Linked DNA regions of Mus musculus: region 2 is linked to region 1. The links are chromatin contacts, called in public promoter capture Hi-C maps. All regions are on one chromosome and are shown on one strand. The core of a region is the stretch at or near the end of the contact, and the rest is flanking DNA. Distances in the headings are between cores, read along the strand shown.

Region 1 (6,401 bases), core at 2,175-4,674:
GAATAGCGATATATGCAGTGGACAGACAGTCTAGGAGGTATCAGCCTAGTCCCAGAGCAACGCTCCTACAGGAGATGCAGCCCAGGTAGGAAGAATCCACCCAGCCATTGTCAGGTCTTTTCTCAGGAAATAACCCAAGCTACTGAGGAGTAGAGGAAGCTTCCAGAGTGCAAAAATGCAAAATGACAGTCTCTAAGTGTGCTGAATGGAAAAGAGAACACACACACACACACACACACACACACACACACACACACACCTCCTCAGGGTGTCCTGCTGGCTCTGCAGCCTCGGGACAGAGCTAGCTCTGAGGACTACATTTGCCCAAAGAGGAACCCAGGCCCTTAGAACATTGGCCACTTCTGCTTCTGCTTACAAAAAGCATCATAACTGAGCTGGGGAAGATGGCTCAGACAACAAAGTCCACCCCCAGCACCTATGAGGATAGAAACAAATGAGCATGGTGGTTCATGCTTGTAATTCCAGAGCTGGAGAGGGGAGGCAAGAGGATCCCTCAGACTGGCTAGCCATCTTAGCCTGCTTAGTGAGTTCCAGGATCAGGGAGATATCCTGTTTCAAACAAACGAGGTAGAAATTGGAGGTGGCTCAGTTGGTGAAGGATTTGCCACACATGCATGAACATGCATGAACATGCATGAACAGCGCCCATTCGAACAACCAGGCAAGATGGCACATGACGGCAGTTCCAGCAGAGGATGCAGAGACAGCTGGATCTCCAGTCACAATTCCAGGTTTTAGAGAAAGACCTTGTCTCAAAAAGTAAAACGGAAACAATCAAGAGAGACACCCAACGCTGATCTCTAGTTTCCACATCCACACAAACACATATGTCACACAGCCAAATATATAGATAAAACCTTTAAAAACCTACCATGGCATATGGCTGCCAAAGAATCACACACAAACAAACACACACACTCACATTCACACACTCACACACACACATTCACACACACACATTCACATGCACACACTCACATTTATACACACTCACATACTCACACACATTCACACTCATACACATACACACACACACACACACACACACACACACACACACACACACACACACACACACCATAACTAAAGCTTAGTCTCATTCACAGTGGCATTGTTTCTTGCCCAGAACAGGATACAGGTGTGACATTGACTTCCTTGGAAGAAAGTTCTGCTGAGTGTCATGCTTAAATGAATTAGTAATACCGAAGTCCACGTGTATTCTGGCCCGACTCTCCATCTCAAGATAGTAGGCCCCTGCTTTTCAAATATATGGTTGCTGCCTCTGCGGCAGTGTGTGAGGACAAAATAGTAAATATTATCTCCATCTTCTCTGGCCATCGGGGGAGGACGGATGGAAAAGGAGGTCGTAATTCTCTTTGCCAAAGTGAACAGTCACCTTGCGGCTATTATCCCAGCCCGACCTTGATGCTCAGTGCTTTCTGCTTGGTCCTCAGCTGTTTCGAAAGAAACAGGCTGCCAAGAGTTAGAAGATGTAAAGGTAGCCATCAGGGTTCCTCTGAGCTGGGCTGTAACTGAGGAAGGAAGAGAAAGAGCAGGGAGAGAAGGGAGAAAGATGAAGGGAGGGAGGGAGAGAGGGAGGGAACGGAGGGAGGGAGGGAGGGAGGGAGAGATGGATGGAGGGAGGGATGGAGGGATGGATGGAGGGGTGGAGGGATGGAGGGAAGGGATGGAGGGAGAGAGGGAGGGAAGGAGGGAGGGATGGATGGAGGGAGGGAGGGAGGAATGGAGGGAGGGAGAGAGGGAGAGAGGGATGGAGGGATGGATGGAGGGGTGGAGGGATGGAGGGAAGGGATGGAGGGATGGATGGAGGGACGGAGGGAGGGAGGGAGGGATGGAGGGAGGGAGGGAGGGAGGGATGGAGGGAGGGATGGAGGGAGAGAGGGATGGAGGGATGGATGGAGGGGTGGAGGGATGGAGGGATGGAGGGAGGGAGGGAAGCCCTGGGTTTAATACCCAGCACCAGCATTAACTGGACCAGTCCTGTAGGCCTGTAATCTCAGCACTTAGAAGGAAGAAGGTCTTCTTTGGCTACATAAGGAGTTTGAGAGCATCCTGGGCTATATAGGACCCTAGCTCACTGAAATGAGTAAAGGGATGGATGGATGGATGGATGGATGGATGGATGATCAATCCAATGCCCCCTGCTGAGTGGGCTTTCACAAGGCTGACTGGTCCTCCTGCCTCTAACTGACATACACCTGCCAGCAAACCTCCATAAGATTGATTGATTTGGCACTAGATTTGGTCATGACCCCGGCAATGCCCCTCATTCTGGGACACTTGTTTTGATGGCCTCTGCCACTGTCACAAACAACTTTCTTGGCTTCTTGTCCACGTTGCCCTTCATATCACATGTTCTTCAGGTAATTTCCCAACATGACACATATCCCTACACAGAAATGGTCCCAAGCCTCCTCAACTTGGATCAGTTCCCTCTGGCAGGAGTGTGTGCGTTCTGGTTCTAAGGCTCATGAGTGTGCCTTTTTAGCATCCTGCTAACACCCAGACCCCTCTGGTACGGTATCTCTCCAGCAGACCACTCTGTTTCTCATTCGCGGTGCCTTCGATTCTCCCCTGGCTGATCCAGCTACCCATCTCTGCAGTGATCCTTAAAAGTCTTCTATCTCGACCATTTAATAAATTACAGACTTCTGCTTGTATTTGCATAGGAAGTCTGTAATTAGCCGCGGGGCATTTTGTTAAACTTCTCTGTGAAAGATGCTGGAGAAAAAAAAAAGAATAAATTCTCTTATTGTATTGTACTCCTGGGAGAGCGCTCCACTCACCGCCTCCACATCCCTTCCCCCTCCCCCACAGCACCACTGTCAACCAAATTTCCACTCTCTTCTTGCCAGCTGGTTCTTTTAGCCTCTGAGTTCATTTCAGGGTCCAGGGCAGTTTCCAACATCCCCATCTTTGTCGGGAGGGTCTTACTTACCACAGTTAACTTTGCTCATATTGCAGCATGCCTGAGAACAAGAATGAAGTGTGTTTATCTTTATTTGCTGTGCTCTCCCCATGAGTGACAATCACAACTGAATTACCATTGTTTAAGAAACTTGTTCATGTATTTCGGAGCTGTTGAGAGACACCATGCAAGATGAGATTGGACTCAATGAAAGCTCTATACCAAAGCATTGCTAGCTTAGGGTCCCCCTAGTAGGAGTCCCTTGGATAGAGGACCTTAGAAGTAATATTTGTTTCAGCCTCCAAAGACCATCATAGCTCTGCCATCTGCCTCGCTAACTCCCTGGCAGGCGAGCGAAGGCTGGGTTCACAGGATGGCTCTGCGCCCATTATAAATGCGACCCTTTCTATTTCCTTGTAAAGAAATCTCTGGCTCTTTTCAAGGCTGTCCAAAAGGAATAGGGCTGTCAAGGAAGAACTTTGTACTTGGCTCAACAAGGTTATTCTCCATTTATTTCCCTGAAAGCAACCAGGCTCTGTGCTCTGAGGAAGGAAGCAGGGAAGTACATCAACAGAAACTTCTGGGGGTCTCACTAGGGCTGAGGAGATAGACCTTGCAAGATCCCTGCCTTCTGGAAGCTTCCATTCCAACAAACAGAGCCCACAGGAGAACTCACAGGGAGGGGCTGCCTTGAGCACTGGCACAGGAGTCAAACAAACACGAGAGCCAGGACCTTCTCTTTAGGATGAAGGTCTGTCAAGAATTTGTTTCGTGACATATTCTATTTCTCTTTGTAGTGCTGGGGCTGTTACCCGGTAGCCTGTACATGCTAGGCAGGGGCTCTACCTCTGAGCCACACCCCAGCCCCTCACTGGGGGATTCTAGGCAGGGGCTCTACCACTGAGCCACACCCCAGCCCCTCACTGGGGGGGTTCTAGGCAGGGGCTCTACCACTGAGCCACACCCCAGCCCCTCACTGGGGGGTTCTAGGCAGGGGCTCTACCACTGAGCCACACCCCAGCCCCTCACTGGGGGGTTCTAGGCAGGGGCTCTACCACTGAAGCATGACCCTATGCCAGACTTGAGGGGTTATAACTTCTGAGAAATTATTACATTTGAGATATAAGAACTTATGCCACCTATTCTCAATAAGCCAATAAAAGAGCCAAATTAATAATGAGGAGCAGAACTAGGAGATGTATTAGTGTATTCAATGGGGGCACATTGAGAAGAGGGTCAAGAAGATTTGGGGAACCTCCCAGTCTGCCTTTAGAGCCCTAAAAACAAGAGTTTAAATAGAGGTCAAGGATATGAATATCAAAGTAGTCCCACTCAGTCAAGGCGTGGTCCCACCCATCCTTGTCTGGGCTTCAGCTCAAGGTGTAAGAATTCTGACAAGCTGATGGAACTGTGTAAAACCTCCATGAAAACAAGTTCCCCATCCGATGGGGCCTTGCCCTTCTCCCAGCATGAGATTTCTAGGGAAACCGCCATTTCTCTGGGGCCCATTGTTTCAATAGCCTGATAGGTGAGTGTCTCTTTAGAAAGCCCTCATTTCTGCCAGGCTGGTTACAAAGTGGCAAGTCTGCACCTGACTGAACTCAATTCAAACAGTTGACCTAGACTTTTTCTTGGGCCTCATCTAGGGGTTAATCTCCCTCTTCTTATTTAACACATATAGATTTCCTGGAATACCAGAAAGCCTTGAAACAAGTCACTAGAAATTTTGTAGCTCACTCCTGTCTGCTCCTTCCTGCTTCATTTTGGGGAAATTTACCTTAGCCTCCCATTAGTGACTGCTCAGCAGGGACTCCTCGCTGACCCAGAGCATTTCTGCTTGCCAGCTCCAAACTCCTCTCTCCCAGCCAGGAGTGGCTGTGTGTGAGAGACCCCTTGACCATGTCAGAAATGTGTGCGTATACCAGTGCTTGCGTGCACATGTGTATATGTGGCCAGAGGATAATCTTGGTTGTTATTCCTCAGACATCATCAATCTTTTGAGCCAGGGTCTCTCACTGGCCTGGAATTCTCCAATGAGGCTAGGCTGGCCAGAAAACCCCAGGGGTCCTCCTGCCTCCCCTCTCCAGTATTGAGATCACAAGCATATACCACCATGCCTGGCTTTTTTGTGTGGGTTCTGAGACTCAAACTCAGATCTTCATGTTTGTGCAGTAAGCACTTTACCCATGAGCCATTTCCTTAGCCCCCCAAAGGCCATTGGTGGATAACTAGATTCTAAATGATTTTTAAAAAAAATTTTTTTGAGACAGTGTTTTTCTTTGTAGCCTTGGCTGTCCTGGAACTGACTCTGTAGACCAGGCTGGCCTTGAACCCAGAGATCCACCTGCCTCTGTCTCCTGACTCCTGGGATTAAAGATGTGTGCCACCACCACCTGGCCCAAATGATTTAATTTTTAAAGTCAAACTTTATATTCAAAATGAAAATTTTAGCTATCTTCTTGATTGCTGGCCAAATGTTCCCATTTCTCCACGAGACCTTCCTAGAACCCACTCCCTTTGCCTTGGGACCCGGCAGCATTCCACCAGCAGGTGCAGTCTACATGCATTGAATCCAGCCTGACCATATGAATCACAGTGGCATATGAGATGCAGTAAAAATGAATGCAAGCCAGTCAGGAGGTTAGGCTTCAAGAGTGTGTGCACAGGTGTTGTCTGTCTTGCAATGTTGCTGTCTCCATGGCAACAAGCCCAACTGTTGCTGGAACATGTAACACCCTGGGGACTGTAGCTACCAGCAGCTCACCCACAGCAGAGGTGAACTCAACCAAAATGTTGAGGTTCTAAGATCTAGAGGTAACCAAACACATAAATAGGGGGGATAGCTTTCAATCCACATAGTAGTTTGTTTCCTGGCATTATATATGATACTAGACCCTTTGGGTAAATTCCAGGCATTGTGCTTGCTCTGGTGTGAGGAGCAAGATGTAAGCATGATTCCTGGTGTATCCAATGGCTCAGAGTCTGTGGGGTTTTCCAAACCAGCAATTCTAAGTTTGCTGCAACCAAATACCTGATGAAAACAAAGAGAGGAAAAGTTAGTTTTGGCTCCTAGTTTTAGAGGAGTCTGTGCTTGTCGTTGCAGAGAAGTTGTGTGGCAGTGGGAATGCGTATGTGGGACTCTTCACACCATGTAAGACAGGAAGCAAGACTGAAACCAGAGGTCAGCGTAAGCTACCGTCTTAGGTAGGGTTTCCATTGCTGCAATGAAGTACCACGACCAAAAACCAAGTTGGGGAGGAGAGGTTTTCTTTGGCTTATACTTCCATATTCATCATTGAACATTCCATGTTCATCACTGAAGAATGTCAGAACAGAAACTCAAACAGGGCAGGAACCTTCAGGCAGGAGCTGATGCAGAGGCCATGGAGGGGTGCTGCTCACTGGCTTGTTCATCATGGCTTGCTCAGACTGTTTTCTGACAGAACACAGG
Region 2 (6,401 bases), core at 1,648-4,147, 1.3 Mb before region 1:
CTTGGTTGTGTAAACCTTGCTCCCCAGTGTAAGGTTAATCAGTTAATAAAAGGCTTAGAGCCTGTGACTGGGCAGCAGAGAGAGAAAGGGGGGACTTGAGAATCAAGTGAGGGATCTCAGGAGATTCTGAGGGAGGAGAGAGAAGATGGAAAGAGCAGGAGGCCACCAGTAGAGGAGATGGACCAGGAGCAGGTGGCTTACAGAAGTGCACCCCGAGCACAGGCTGCTGGGGCAAAAGACTCAAACAGCAAGTAGCAAAGGGCGTGTGTCTGAGCCGTCAGAATAACTCAGAACCTGCCCAGTCTAGGTTTACAGCGTATAAGCCAAATACCAGGGTTTTGTGTCTTTTATATGGGCTAACTAGAATAAATAATTCATCTACATCTACATGCATGTGCACACACCCATGTACAGTGATATATGGGCATATACAAATAAAAAAGTAACCATTCCTATTTCTGTATATCATCAGGGAGATAGGAAGAATTTTGAAATCGTTTGAGCCCAGCAAAACAAATATCTACACCTGGTTAAGAACCTTCGAGTGAGTTCTGACTTACAGTGAGGTCTGAGTGCCCATCAGTTCCAAGGGCCAAGAGACCCCTGGGCCAAAGGTCCAGATTCAGTGGGAAGGAGGTAGGCAGAGAAGAGGATATGCCTACCATTCTCCGTGAGGAAAACCCCTTGGGAGGAGGTAACTGTATTTTTTCTGTATTAAGAGATCAATGGGAGCTTATTGATAATCCTGATGGTGGATGCACCTCTTCAGACTTGAGTGCTTGCTGCCCTGTAATCTTGTTTGATCCCCAGATCGGCCCACAAGCTCGTCAAGAGCATTGGACATGTCCTAACCCGATTAGAGATGGAGAAGGACTCAGACAATTTCATTTATCGGAAGAAAGCTGAGAGGGAAGGGGAGGGTTCGGGTTCCTTGGGAAAGGGGGGAGTAAGCTCAGATTCTGCAGCGCTTTCTGGGCACTCTCATCTCCTCTCTGCTTTCCTGAGCTGTGGATGGATGCAGGAGGCAGGAGCTCAGAGGCGGGAGCAACCTGAGAGGCCTCTCATAGATGAGAGGATATGCTGATGTGGAGCGAGCCTGCCTATCTATCTATCTATCTATCTATCTATCTATCTATCTATCATTTATCCAAGGATCACTTATCTCTATAATCAATCTATCCATAAATTTGTCATCTATGTATTTTCTATCCACCTATCATCTATACATATCTATCGTTTGGCTACTATTTATTCATCTGTCATCCGTCTACTTATAATCTACCATCTATCTATAATGTATAGTCTATCATCTATAATCTATCCATCTATCATCAACATCTATCTCTACTCCATGTATGTATCCGTCATCCTTCTCGCCAGCCTGGTCATGGTGTTTCACCACAGCAAAGTAACCCAACTAAGACAGCATACATACTTTCCAATTAAACAATTGATGAAAGCATTTAGGTAAGGTGAATTAGGCAGGAATATTAGGTAGGTAGACCTCCTTCAGCTTCCATTTTGGTCTTCCACAATCCCACCCTAACTCTAACTTCCAAGCCATGCTGCTGTCTACAGTTCTGCTACCTTCTGGAATGCTTTTCCTGACTCTAAATGTTCTTGACCAAACACACCTCACTTTAGTCAACCTTGCCCCAGACCAACTTGTAAGTAATTAGACCAGAAGATCTAGGGCTGTGTTAGCTTTCTGGCACTGCGATTAAAACACCTAGAACAAGAAACGTACAAGGAGGAAAAGTCTATTTTGACTCACAGTTTCAGAGACTTCAGGCCATAGTTGCCTGGCCTTGTTATCCTGGGCTGTGGCGACACAGTACATGGCAGCCAGAGCACATGCTGGAGGAAGTCAGCTCGCCTCACGGCAATTGGGCAACAGAGAGGGAAGGGCGCAGGTGTGTGTGTGTGTGTGTGTGTGTGTGTGTGTGTGTGTGTGTACAGTCCTCCTCAAGGGCATGTTCTCCAATGACCTAACTTTATCCTGTTTGTCCCGAAGTCCTAAAGTTGCCACCAATTCCCAACAGCCTCGTCAGCTGAGGACCAAGCCAGCCTGGGATCTTTCTTTCCTTTTTTTTTTTTTTATTAAAGGATTTATTTATTTATTTATTGGTTTTCTGAGACAGGGTTTCTCTGTGTAGCCCTGGCTGTCCTGGAACTCACTCTGTAGACCAGGCTGGCCTTGAACTCAGAAATCTGCCTGTCTCTGCTTCCCGAGTGCTGGGATTAAAGGCGTGCGCCACCACTGCCCAGCTGGGATCTTTCTTTCCTGATGGTCAGTCGTCACTTGGATTGTTTTAGAGGCAGACATGGATTCCGGGCAGCAATCACCTTGCCTAAGTTGAGGCAGTAGGAAAACACTATAAGTCTCATTCCGATCCAAACCTCACATCTGTCTTCCGATTTGGGGCCATTTTGGGCCGGAAGGAGTAGTGGAGAGGGTGAGACCCGGTGGGATTCCTATGCTTGCTCCCCTGGCTTCCCGAGCAAGTAGCTACAGGCAAAAGTGAGAACGAGAGAATGAGAGGCAAACTCGTGGCTTCTGATGCTGTTCTGTCCTGCCCAGGCCAGTGGAGCAAATAGTTCAATAGTTAAAGTTGCACACTATCCCATTCTCTTTTCTTCCTACTTGAGAGCCCAGTCGTGGCACTGTCTGAGCCTGGCTTCTTGGAGAAGCCAAAGCAAAGACGCACAGAACTGAAGAACGTGAAATTCTAGCCGCAGCATCATCATGGCTAACTGTGTGACCCCAGGAGTGTCACCACCCTCTCTGGACCTCCTTTTCTTTAAGTTTGTGAGGTCATTCCACGGTCTATGGCATGGGCCGAGACGTGAGGCTGGGCAACTGACAAGAAGTGACCACAAGGTGGCAGTAGAAGCCTGAGATTTATTCTGTTGACGACACTTGGCCAGATTTATGTGAAGGGCAGTTTCAGGGGCTAAGGTGTGGGGCCACCACTTAGGGAGAGTTGGGACGCTGGAGGGGCTGGGATCAGAGCAGCCTCTGGCTCACCTCCATGATGTCTCAAGGTAACTTGATCTCTTTGTGGCTAGATGTGCCTTGTGCCTCAAGTACATGAATGGACATTGGGCTCTGTGTGTGTGTATGTGTATTTTGTAAGTTTTTTTGTTTTTTTGAGACAAGGGTTCTCTGTGTAGCCCTGGCTGACCTGGAACTCACACTGTAGATGAGGCTGGCCTTGAACTCACAGAGATCTACCTGCCTCTGTTTCCAGAGTGCTGGGATTAAAGGTGTGTACAACCACCACCTGGCTATTTTGTAAGTTTTAAAAAATAACATACTTAAAAAAATAAGTTAAGACTGTTATGGTAGAGCCTTTAATTCCAGCATTTGGGAGGCCGGAAGAAGAAGAAAAAGAGGAGGAGGAGGGGGAGGAGAAGGAAGAAGAAGAGGAAGATAAGAAGGAAGAGAGCTGGACAACACAATTGTCTTCTGGTCTCTATTTCTCCGGCACACAGCGTGCACACACACACACACACACACACACACACACACAGAGTCTGAGCCAACCATTTTTTTGTTACTGCTGTTGCTAGTCCCTAAACAATGCTGTCTAGCAACCGTTTACACAGACTTGACCTTGCATTAGTCTAAGTAATATAAAGAATACTGCAAGTGCGTGGGAAGATGGACATGGGTTCTCTACAAGCACCATCACATCTATACAGGGCCTACGTATCCACACAATGTTCGCCGAGGGTCCCAGAACTGAAGCTCCAGGCATCCCAAGGGCGACTGTATTACTGGGATTTAAATACATCGAGGAGGATGCATTTGTGGGCGATCTTGAGCTTAGCCAGGCTCAAGGACATCTGCGTAAAGGAACAAATGTCCAAATGATGCTACTTAGAGAGAAGTCCCTAGGCCAGGAAGATGGCTCAGTGGGCAGAGCTCATGTAAAGTCAACATGATAGTGCATACCTGGAATCCCAGCACTTCTAAGGCAAGATGGAAGGTGAAGGAAGGCAAGAGAATTCCTGGAAACATATGGGCAGGGTAGCCTGGTGTACACAGCGGGGCAAACAAGAGACCTGGGCTCCACCAAGGGGCAAGGACATGATTGACAGCTGAGCTTTTCCTCTGACCTCCACTCATGTGTCATGGTAAGCATGCACCCCTACTCACAGGAACACACACACACACACACACACACACAGTGTACACACACAGATAAAAAGTAAAAATAAAATACAGTACCTAAAAAAAACATCCCTTCAAGGGTAAATTTTCCGGTCTTGAAAGTCACTTTAAGATGAAGCAACGTGAGACTTAGTCTGTCCCTCAACGAGGGCAAACAAGCTAAATAGACTTTTCTAAAGTGCTGCTGGGACTCTGTCATTGCTATTCGGCTTGTCACACAGCTCTGTCAAGAAGCCTAAATTTAGATGGTTCCTTGTTCGGAAACCAGGACATTCCGTTTTTGTCCGAAAAGCAATGACACAGAATTGAATCCTGTTCAGTTGCTGTTAATTCATAAGACATTTGGATCCAGCTGAAGAAATAGAGATGTTAATTGCATTGTTATTTATAGTAGCGTAAATTAGAAAAAAAATCTAAGTGGTAAAAAAGGAGAAAATAAACTGTGGTGTAGTTAATCAAGGAATATTATGTGAACATTAAGAAGGATGGTCAGGCCGGGCATGCCTTTAATCCCAGCACTTGGGAGGCAGAGGCAGGTGGATTTCTGAGTTTGAGGCCACCCTGGCCTACAAAGTGAGTTCCAGGACAGTCAGGGCTACACAGAGAAACCTTGTCTTGAAACACCCCCCCCCCCAAAAAAAAGGGATGGTCATGGGGTTGGGAGATAGATTAGTCAGTGCCTTAGAATCCACATTGAGAAGAACCAGACAGGACTACTAATGCATGCTTGTAGTGCAATGATGACCACTGACCAGCCGACCTAGTCAAAAAACAGCCATCCCAGGTTCTAGTGCGAGACCCTGTCCCTAAAAATAAAAGAGTATTACTTTAAGGAGCAACATCTGAGATTGACCTCTGCCCCCGACCCCCCCCCCCATAAATAATATTAATAGTAACAATAATAACATTGAAAATAAAACCATAGGTTATTTATGGTGATCTATGCCTTACATGCAATTCTAGTACTTGAGAGGCTGATGCAGAGGCTGATATATGTTTCTATATATTTATATCTATATCTACATTTATATCTACATCTAAGTTTACATCTGTATCTATATCTGTATATATCTGTGCATGTACCTCAATTGCACGTGGAGTTCAGAGGACAACCTAAGGAAATTGGTTCTCAAACTAAACACAGCACGTGCCTTTGATCACTGAGCCACGTCATTGGACCCAAGTTGCAATACTGTTTATGGAGGAAAATTTTTTGTGGCTTTCCAGAGTAAAGATTTTGTAGTGTGAGATCACTTGAAGTGCGTTTAGCAGGGACGAGTGATGGAGATATCAGGAGGCAGCGTTGGGATTCAGGGTCCCAGCAACATCTCTGGGCTTGGAGGACACCCAAGCCACTTTAGTTTTTGTACACACAGAGCAGCAATCTTCCAGTTAGGCATGGTGACGTATGTATTCAGCATTCAGGAGGCTGAGGCAGGAGAATCACTCAAGGTCAGCCTGGGCTACATAGTGATGTCTTGTCTCGACACAAAACTCACTAGAAAAAAAAAATCTATGCTGGGAGAGTTCAGTCACTAATGTGCTTGCCATGGAAGTGTGAGGACCTGGAGTTCAGTGTCCAGTAACCAGGTATGATGGTCTGCCCTTGTAATCCCAGAAATGCGGGCGGGGGGGTGGGGGGCAAGGAGGCGGAGGCGGAGGCGGAGGCGGAGGCGGAGGCGGAGGCGGAGGCGGAGGCGGAGGCGGAGGCGGAGGGATCCCTAGGCTAGGAGGCTCTGCCAGTTTAACCTCGCTGACAAACTCCAGCATGCACCGCTATGCCCTGGCTTTTATATGGGTTCTGGGGACTGAACTCAGGTCCTCATGCTTGTGCAGCTAAAACTTTACCGAATGGCCAGGTCTCCAGAGCCAGAGGCTGCCTCTTGTGCTGACCACGCAGTCTGGTCAACTGGGTGGCAAAGGTGGCAGGCTGGGTTCTCACACAACCCCCCACCCCAGCCAGGCCAAAGGAAGAGATCCTGGCCCTGGCAGAGGGTACTCAGTGGGCTGCTAAGTACTGGCTATTGTTCAGCTGGCAGGTGTGAAGTCTGACTGGGATTATGTCTCTCTTGTGGTCTCTGCCATGTCTTCTTCAAGCGTTGCTTATCCTTCATGACCGTCTGTCTTGACCCAGACACTTTCGTGTCTGCCGAGGTCATGTGACCCTCTGCATGGGCTGTAGAACTGAGAGGAGACTCAAGATTGCACTGCTCAACTGGTGATG

The links. Promoter capture Hi-C pulls out the DNA fragments that hold promoters and counts their contacts.
Region 2: a promoter capture Hi-C map of neural stem cells shows a contact between it and region 1. The contact joins two enhancer-like sites. A contact is called at or near these places in 1 of 39 promoter capture datasets (neural stem cells), 1 of 15 datasets of contacts at CTCF or cohesin (stem cell-derived epiblast-like cells), 7 of 484 Hi-C or Micro-C datasets (the HL-1 cell line, Th1 cells, cerebral cortex and 4 more), 2 of 115 datasets of contacts at active chromatin or transcription factors (T-cell acute lymphoblastic leukemia and VIP interneurons) and 1 of 9 other capture datasets (embryonic stem cells).

What each region holds. Positions count from the first base shown.
Region 1 is chr5:141,032,459-141,038,859 of GRCm38.p6, reverse strand. No RefSeq gene overlaps it. Among named protein-coding and RNA genes, the nearest start is that of Gm38729, 22 kb to the right of the region's middle. Within about 2 kb of position 3,424, at least 6 of the 459 cell types and tissues checked have an H3K27ac peak or open chromatin away from gene starts, as enhancers often do. A contact at or near this core is called in neural stem cells, where this site is marked.
Region 2 is chr5:142,315,972-142,322,372 of GRCm38.p6, reverse strand. No RefSeq gene overlaps it. Among named protein-coding and RNA genes, the nearest start is that of Gm30998, 44 kb to the left of the region's middle. Within about 2 kb of position 2,897, at least 10 of the 459 cell types and tissues checked have an H3K27ac peak or open chromatin away from gene starts, as enhancers often do. A contact at or near this core is called in neural stem cells, where this site is marked.